Linked DNA regions of Mus musculus: region 1 is linked to region 2. Evidence: chromatin contacts called from public targeted proximity ligation data. All regions are on one chromosome and are shown on one strand. The core of a region is the stretch at or near the end of the contact, and the rest is flanking DNA. Distances in the headings are between cores, read along the strand shown. Region 1 overlaps Il33 (interleukin 33). Region 2 has its middle 9.1 kb from the start of Gm36126.

Region 1 (3,872 bases), core at 116-2,615, 260 kb after region 2:
AGAAACTGAAACAAACACTTTATTCCTATTTGATATTTCATATTTATTTTGAATTTCTATAAAAGTCATTTATGTATTTACTTACTAAGTTTTACTTAAAAACCTATTCTATATGTAGGAGAAAAATTTGTTTTGCCCTTCAGAGTTAAACTAAAGCCAAAGGTCTATGTGTTAAGCACATCCTTCACGTGGTTACACGCACCTTTCCTCTAGTGCTAACAGTTCTGAATACATAAAAACAAAATGAAACAGCAAACACCACTGTGGGCTCACCTGTGCGTGGGAGCTAACAGTGGACAGAGGGGACCAGGATGGCATCCTAGGAGTGAAAAAGGAGTAGGTGCAGAAGCAGGTACCCAAGGGGGATTCTGGGAGACAGGAGACACCACGCAGGACACATACACTCGCCTTGCTTTTAAGACAGGAAACCTGATAGAACAGTGAAAGGTCCAAGAAGTGGGGGTGGGGATATGCAGTATGGGGATCCTGAGCCTAGGATCCTAGGACCAGGAAGCCAGTCTATCTTTTTCAAAATCACACCAAACTTAATGCACACACATCAGGGACATTCAAAACACGTGTAAGTATAGAGTAGGTTTTGAGAGGAAGCCAGGAAATAAAAGGATGCCCTGAGCTGAATAAATTGAATGGTCAACCTAAGATTGGAGAGCATGGGCCAGCCGGAAGGTCAGCTACTCTACTTTAGGAAGTGTCGCCACCCAAGAACAAGAAGTCTGAGTCCCATTAGGATAAGATAAATAAAACATTAGGATTACGCTCCAGGGGTCAAAATGAAACATTTTCCGGCATCACTGGCAAGGACAGGTGAGCCAGGCTCTGCAGGTGTGGAAGCAGGTGGGCACTGATGAGTGACAGACACCTGTGCCCTATGACGTAAAAGGTACAGGGTGTGGAGGGAGATGATAGAGGCTGATGGGGAGGACACTATATCCAAAGAAGCAACAGCAAGGCAGAGCAGAGAATCACAGATAATAAAAGCTGGGGCTGGAGAGAAGGCTCGTGCTTAAAAGCACCTGGTATGCTTCCGGAAGACCCAAATTGGGTCCCTAGGATCTATGTGAGAGAGCTCACATCTAATACCCTCTTTTGATCCCCTTGGGCAAAAACAGGTATGTGTGTGTGTGTGTGTGTGTGTGTGTGTGTGTGTGTGTGTGCAAATTAATTTTTAATAATTAAAAACCAATACTAAGTGCCTCTCACTTTAAAGGCTTAAAGGAAATCTTTCCAGTAATAATGTGGTCCTCGCCCTCTTCTGGAGGGTGATCTGTCTAGACTCATTGCTTTGTCAGCTTTCTCCAGGGAGCACTTCCTTTCCCAGGGAGAGGGAAATTTCAGAGCAGTGGGAGGAAGGAAAGAGAAAGTAACTCAGCTCCGAGGAGGAGGGAGCTTTCACGACAGCTTTCCCTTCCCTTATTCCAGCCTCCGCCTGAAAGGAAGTGAAAACCAAGAGGGCACAGAGTTGGTGTAAGAGACCCACTGTGCGTCAGCATTGTCCTGTGATGAAGTCACTCTGTCTTAGAAAGCTTAGCCATCGACTATCAGCTAAGACCATGTGATGGTTTCAACTTGATATAACTTACAATGTCTGGAGAAAAGAGCCTAATCAAGGGGGTGTGTGCAGCGGGCCACACTGTACGGATGGCTTTGGGGGATGGTCTTGGTTAATGGACGTGGAGGGATCTAGCCCACTGTGAGTGGCACAATTCCCTGGTGAGGAGGAGGGGACTTCTAAGCAGTATAGGAATGGAGAAACTGAGCTGAATGCAAACAAGCCAGCCCGTAAGCATTTGTTTCCTTCTCTTGACTGCGATGAGATGTGAACAGCTGTTTAAAGTTCCTGTCTTGACTTCCCCCACGGGGGTACATAACCTGAAATTATGAACTTAAGTAAAACCATCCTTTTCCCAAGTTGCTTTTTGTTGGAGTATTTTATCACAGCTGTAGAAATAAAACTAAAGCAGATCATTTGGGGACACTGCCTCTTTCTATGCACTAGCAATATGTCTTTGAGATTCCCATCACAGACTCATGAATCTTCTCATGTTAGACCATAAAGGCTTGACACAGCATAAACTAGAACTTAGGCCCTGGAATTCAACATCATCCCATTCTAGCAATGTTCCCCATGCCTTCAGGGAAAGAGCTTGTTATCAGATCCGGCTTTACTTACAATTAGCAGTGTGGCCCTTGCCAGACCATCCCTGGGCAAGAGGTGAGCTACTGTTTACGCCGCTAACAGGGAGATAACCATATGCAAATAGCTAGTGAAAAGGCTCCTGGCTCACATAAGATGAATGGCCAAAGCTGTGAAGCTGTAGTCACCTCACGGACACTGTCCTCACTCAGGAGTGTCTTAATGGCTACAGATGACTCAGCAGTTAAGAGCGCATGCTGTTCTTGCGAAGGACCTGGGTTTAGCTGCCAGAACCCACATATGGCAACTCACAACCACTGGTAAATCCAGTTCCAGGGATCTGAGACCCTCTTTAGCCTGTGTAGGCACACACTCACACACATGCATGGTGTGCATAAATGCACACAGGCACGTACAGTGCACATACATTTTTTTAAACAATATATATATTATATGTTGTTTTATTTTATTTTTTTAAAGACTGACCTATTGTAAACTCCTCGCTCACCCTTCTTCTTGGCCTTCAGATGTTTCTTGTATAGTAGCCATAGTTTTTTTAAAAGGGAAAGGCCAGGACCCAAAGCTCAGTTGGTAGAGTGATTGCTTAGCATGAGCAAAGTCCTGGGTTCTAGGCACGATGGAGACAGAGTCAAGAGAGTCAGAAGGCCCAGACTGGGTCACTGAGCTTAGGTACAGTGGGCAAAGGTGCTTCCTGCTAAATCTTGTAAGTTTGATGCTTGGAACCCGTGTAGTAAAAGAGAGCAGCCGTCCCTGCAAGTTGTCCTATGATATTCATGGCCCGTGACTAACAAATAAATGTAATTTTAAAAAGTCCTCTACGCAGCGACTTGTATCGAGGTCTGGGATATGTGAATTTTCATCTAGAAGAAGAAGAGGAGGAGGGAAGGAAAGAAAAGAGAGAGGGAAGGGAGGAAGGGGCAGAGGGAGGAAGGGAGGTAAGAAAGAGAAATGAAAAAAAAAAAAAGGTCAAATCACATCCATATTGCTTAAAACCTTTTCTTTGGCTCCTTCTGTCTTTTAAGTTGAGGCTAGGCTACTTCCTTTGGCTTCTTGAGCCCAACCAAACATGCCTCCTGCTCTCTACCATCTCTACCCCCATCTACTATGTTCCTGATAGCCTATTGTGGTTCAACCAGGCTCCCCCTGTTCTTTAAGCAGATTATGCCCATCTTGAACTGAACCATTACCCTGGAGTGTTCTTTGCACAGAAGGCGTTTCTGCCCCACCCCCAGATTCCTTGCACTTTGTGGAAGGACCTTTGACATTAAGTTGGGACTGCCCTTCCTCAGCACCAGCTCCTTTCTGGGTTCCTGACGTCAGTGTTCGGGAAGATTGTATTTGCCTGAATATTACTCAACAGCCGCCTGCCAGTGTCGAGTAAGCTTCAGAAGGCAGGATTTTGACTGGTTCACCACTGCTTCCCAGCACCTAGCCTAGCAGCAAGCTGTCTGACTCATTGGCGTCATCATTAGACAGCCCTCTGTACACAGACTCAAGCCTATCACTGCTATGACCTCAAGAGACCTCAGAGAAGTTAGATTTCCTTGTAATGATTTCCAAACCACTTAATTACTTTCTCTAGGGTCAGAGGTCTTTTCGATATTATCTATCTTTTCCAAGTTCCTTCACAAAGTTTTCAAAGAGTCTCACTAAGGAAAGAAAAGTCAGTAGCCAAACCGACATTCTGATGGCATAT
Region 2 (3,953 bases), core at 1,447-3,946:
AGATGGTGCCCTTAAAAGGGATAGGAAAGGCACTATTTACAAAGGTGTGGTCAGAGAGGATAGAGAAACCTCGGAACCCAAGGACCACGGGACTCTATCACGACCCTCTGCCTACAGAGACAAGGACCAAGGATGGGGGTTGGGTGGGGTGGGAGTGGGGCAGGGTGGGTCGTGGGGGAGGTGCAGACAAAACACTACCTAGCGTAAGCAAGGTTTCCTTGGGATTGCATCGAAGCATGACATGACAGATCGATAGGGGATGGACAGTCAGGCCGGCAGACAGACAGACAGATAAAGACAATAGCTATACTTCCAGGAAGCTGTGCCAGTAAAAGTATCTTTTAGGGGGCACAGGCTAAGCAAGCGTGTGTCAACGCGGGTGTCCCCAGCCTTCTGACATTGTGACGTGATACTGTCATCTCTGAAGTTTACACTAAGGAACAGTGAAACCGAGTTAATTTAAAAAAAAAAAAAAGTCACACAGGGGCTCGCTGGCTCACTACTTAAGGGGATAAGGAAATGCCCAGACTGACAACCTTGGTTTGATCCACAAACTCCCACGTGTTAGAAGGAGAGAAGTGACTCCTACAAGGCCCCCTCTGATTCCCATGTGTGCCATAGCACATACATGCCCTCCCCTTCCAAATAAATGCTTTTAAAAATTGCACAGCAAGGGGCTAGAGAGATGGCTCAGTGGTTAAGAGCACTGACTGTTCTTCCAGAGGTCCTGAGTTCAAATCCCAGCAACCACATGGTGGTTCACACCATCTGTAGTGAAATCTGATGCCCTCTTCTGGTGTGTCTGAAGTCAACTACAGTGTACCTTATAAATAAATAAATTTTTTTTTAATTGCAAAGCACATTTTTCAGTGTGTATTGGGCTTGTCTGTATAGATATCCTGGGACGTGTGTGCACCCGTTAGAAGTCTGACTGGGCATTAGATACAGTTAAGGCTTACTCAAAGGAGTTACAAAGTCATTGCAAGAACCCAGTTACCCAATACTGGGCCATTGTTCCTAAAGTAAAAGCAGGGTGAGGTGCTATGGGCCTCCAATTCCAGCATGGGAACTGACTAAAGTCTGTGAGGATGTCCTGGATGCAGAAGATTGTGGCGTGAAGGGCTCTGAGCAGGTGCCTGGAGCCCAGTCTAGGGCAAGCTGGGAAGGTGAGGGACCAAGCCAATGAATAAAGGCATTTACATTTCTGTGACTCTGAGAAGTGACAGGGGTCCGGTCACGTGGGAGCTGGCACTAGCAAGGACCCTCAGGACTTGCAGAGAAGAACTAGTCAGGATGTCCTAGAACTGTTGGCTTTCGAGCTCCTTCTCTAAGAAAGGCAGAGGCCCCTCTCATCCCTCCCGACCCTCGGTACAGGCTACACAGTGCTGGGAAACCTTCCAAGTGATCTTCCTGCGAGCCCACATCTGCCTGTATGCCACGGAGGCCCCCTCGTTCCTCTCGGGCACGTGGCGGTGGAGTTGTAAGGAAAGGCACCTCCGAAAGCTAAACGGGATAAAACTGCGAAAGAAGCTGAATGCTGAGGAGGGGCTCCATTCACGTTGTGCGAAATGGCCGCCTTTCCTCTCCTGATGGTCCTGAGATTAAAATAAAAAAGTTTAATAGCAACACACATCCTCTCCAGCTCATCACAAAGTGAGCATGTTCAGTGGAAACTGGAAGGACGGATGGACAGGCGATGCGTGAGAAACTCAATTCGTACCACCATGATGCTGCCCGGGGTGGGTCGGGGTGGGGGCGGCGTCAAGTTGCTGAGTTCCTTAAGTTTTTCCTATCTGCCCAGCTCTGCCCAGGTCCTTCTTATAAATATGAACTTATTTCACTTTCCAATAGCCTTGATGGATGGGTGTTGATTGTCCTGTTTTGTAAGACTGTGAGACCTACAGAAGCCGAGTATCCCATTGCAAAGATCCAAGTTGTTGGGTTGTTGGGCAAGAGTCCTAACTGGAACGTAACCTATCCTAGTGCGTCTGTCTCCAGGCCGTGTCTTCTGTTACTCTGCTTTCTCTTTTGCTTTCTTCCTTATTTATAAGAAGAAAGTCCTTTTTAAAATGTTACCGCAGTCACTTTTTATTGATTTAATTTAATTTGGGGGTGGGGTGGGGCAGGGTACTTCACAGCCCTGGGGATTGAACTCAGGTCCCCAGGTTTACACTGCAAGCGCCTTTACCTGTGGAGCCATCTCAACTGGCTCTGGAAAAGTCCTTTTGAGACAAGATTCTAGTCGGAGGCCGAGGCAAGGGGACAACAGTGAATGTGAGGCCAGCATGGTCCACAAGCAAGACTCTGCTTCAAAAAAACCAAACCAAACAAACAAACAAAATCCCCAAGCCCAGCCCAGATCTTCTCCGTGTTAAAATATGCCTTAATGGAACTCTCCTGCCAGCAGAGGTGAGTGACTGGCTGCCCTTCTGGGACTTCCTTGTTCTGTTCGGTCTCCAAACACTTCCTCATTTTTCTTTGCTCCAGAACAGCTGTATGGGATGGTCCCGTGAGAAGACAGACTCCGTCTCACAGATGAGTTAACACGGGGTCAGAGGGATTTAATGACTCCTGAAAACTATGCAACCTCACCTTAAAACCAAATAAGAAAGACGTTTCCCCACCCCCAGCCTCTTTCTCCTGGCCCGGAATTGCAAATGATTAGATCAGAGAGAGGATTCTAGAGCTAAGGTCAGGCTCTGTGGCAAAGGCCAGTGATCAGCTAGCAACGCCTCTCATGAGTCAGGAAAGATAAAAACTGAGGACCACGGGCCTCGTGTCTCAACTTACCCTAACTTTCCAAAGCCTGACATTAATTATTTCTTAAGAACTGTGTTAGTTTTCTTGTGAGCATGGCCTGGTTCAGGGTTGATGCTCCACACAGAGAGGTACTAGAATTTATTGAGAAGCAACTGTCTACCAGGCACTGGACTAGGCTATACAGCTGTATTTTCTTTTATTTACTGCCATTCAAGTTGTTTCTCAACAAGCATTCAGATCCAAGTAAACTTAGGCATGATCTCAAGAAGCTGTTGGGAAAACGTATCTCCTAGCAGAGACTTCTTAGAAGCCAATATAAGCTCAGAGAGCTTCATAAAGAAGAACGTATAGATGGGGGAATACCTCAGTACTTTGGGCATACATTTTTCTGCCACGGAACACAATGAGCCATGTTCCATTAATTTTTAAAACTCTACTTATTTAATGTGTGTGGTGTGTGTGTGTGTGTGTGTGTGTGTGTGGTGTGTTGGAGGGTATTTCACCATGTATGTGCAGAGGTCAGGAAACAACTTGAGGCAATGGCTCCTCTCCTTCTATCATGTGAGTCCTAAGGTTCACACTCGGGTCATCAGATTCGGCGGCAGGTGGCTTTAACCTTGAAGTCATTTGGCCAGGCATGTTTCTATTCACTTTTGTCTCTCACACTTGTCTGGCTCTACACTAATTCAGAATGATCAACGAGGGATGCAATAAAGCTGATTTGCTAATTAGGCAAACAGGAACATGCTGTGGACCGTAGCTCTAGTGGCCATAAAAGTTATAACCTCCCACGCTCACCCTGAACCACCCTGCCCACTTTTTTTTTTTAACCTAAGAGCTTTATATTTATTCTGTGTATGTGCCTTCAACACTTTCACAACAATTTTCTGCTCCTCCATAAGGAAGCAAGCTCCATCCCATAATAGCTTTGGTTGCTTTTTTTTTTTTTTTTTTTTTTTAAACAAGCTCATAAGGACTAGGTTTGATATGCTGAGCCTGGAAGTATGCCTGGGTACACATCACATGTGCACTGGGGTGCTTTCCCAACCTTCTTGGTGTAAAGGTGAACGGTCCCACCGCCAGGGTATTGAAACAGCCTGGTCTTGTTAGAGGTGGCACTGTAGAAAGGCCTATGACTGTCGAGTGTTAGACCAGGTTGAACGCCTCCAAGCATGGTCTCAGAAGAGGAAAAG

The links.
Region 1: a contact with region 2 is called in a targeted proximity ligation map of extraembryonic endoderm stem cells. A contact is called at or near these places in 2 of 484 Hi-C or Micro-C datasets (the HPC-7 cell line and liver), 7 of 130 datasets of targeted methods (the 230-238 cell line, embryonic stem cells, extraembryonic endoderm stem cells and 2 more) and 1 of 9 other capture datasets (pancreatic islet).

Annotation. Positions count from the first base shown.
Region 1 is chr19:29,939,031-29,942,902 of GRCm38.p6, forward strand. The region is part of intron 1 of Il33 (interleukin 33); the gene reads left to right. Among named protein-coding and RNA genes, the nearest start is that of Gm41832, 14 kb to the left of the region's middle.
Region 2 is chr19:29,673,190-29,677,142 of GRCm38.p6, forward strand. No RefSeq gene overlaps it. Among named protein-coding and RNA genes, the nearest start is that of Gm36126, 9.1 kb to the right of the region's middle.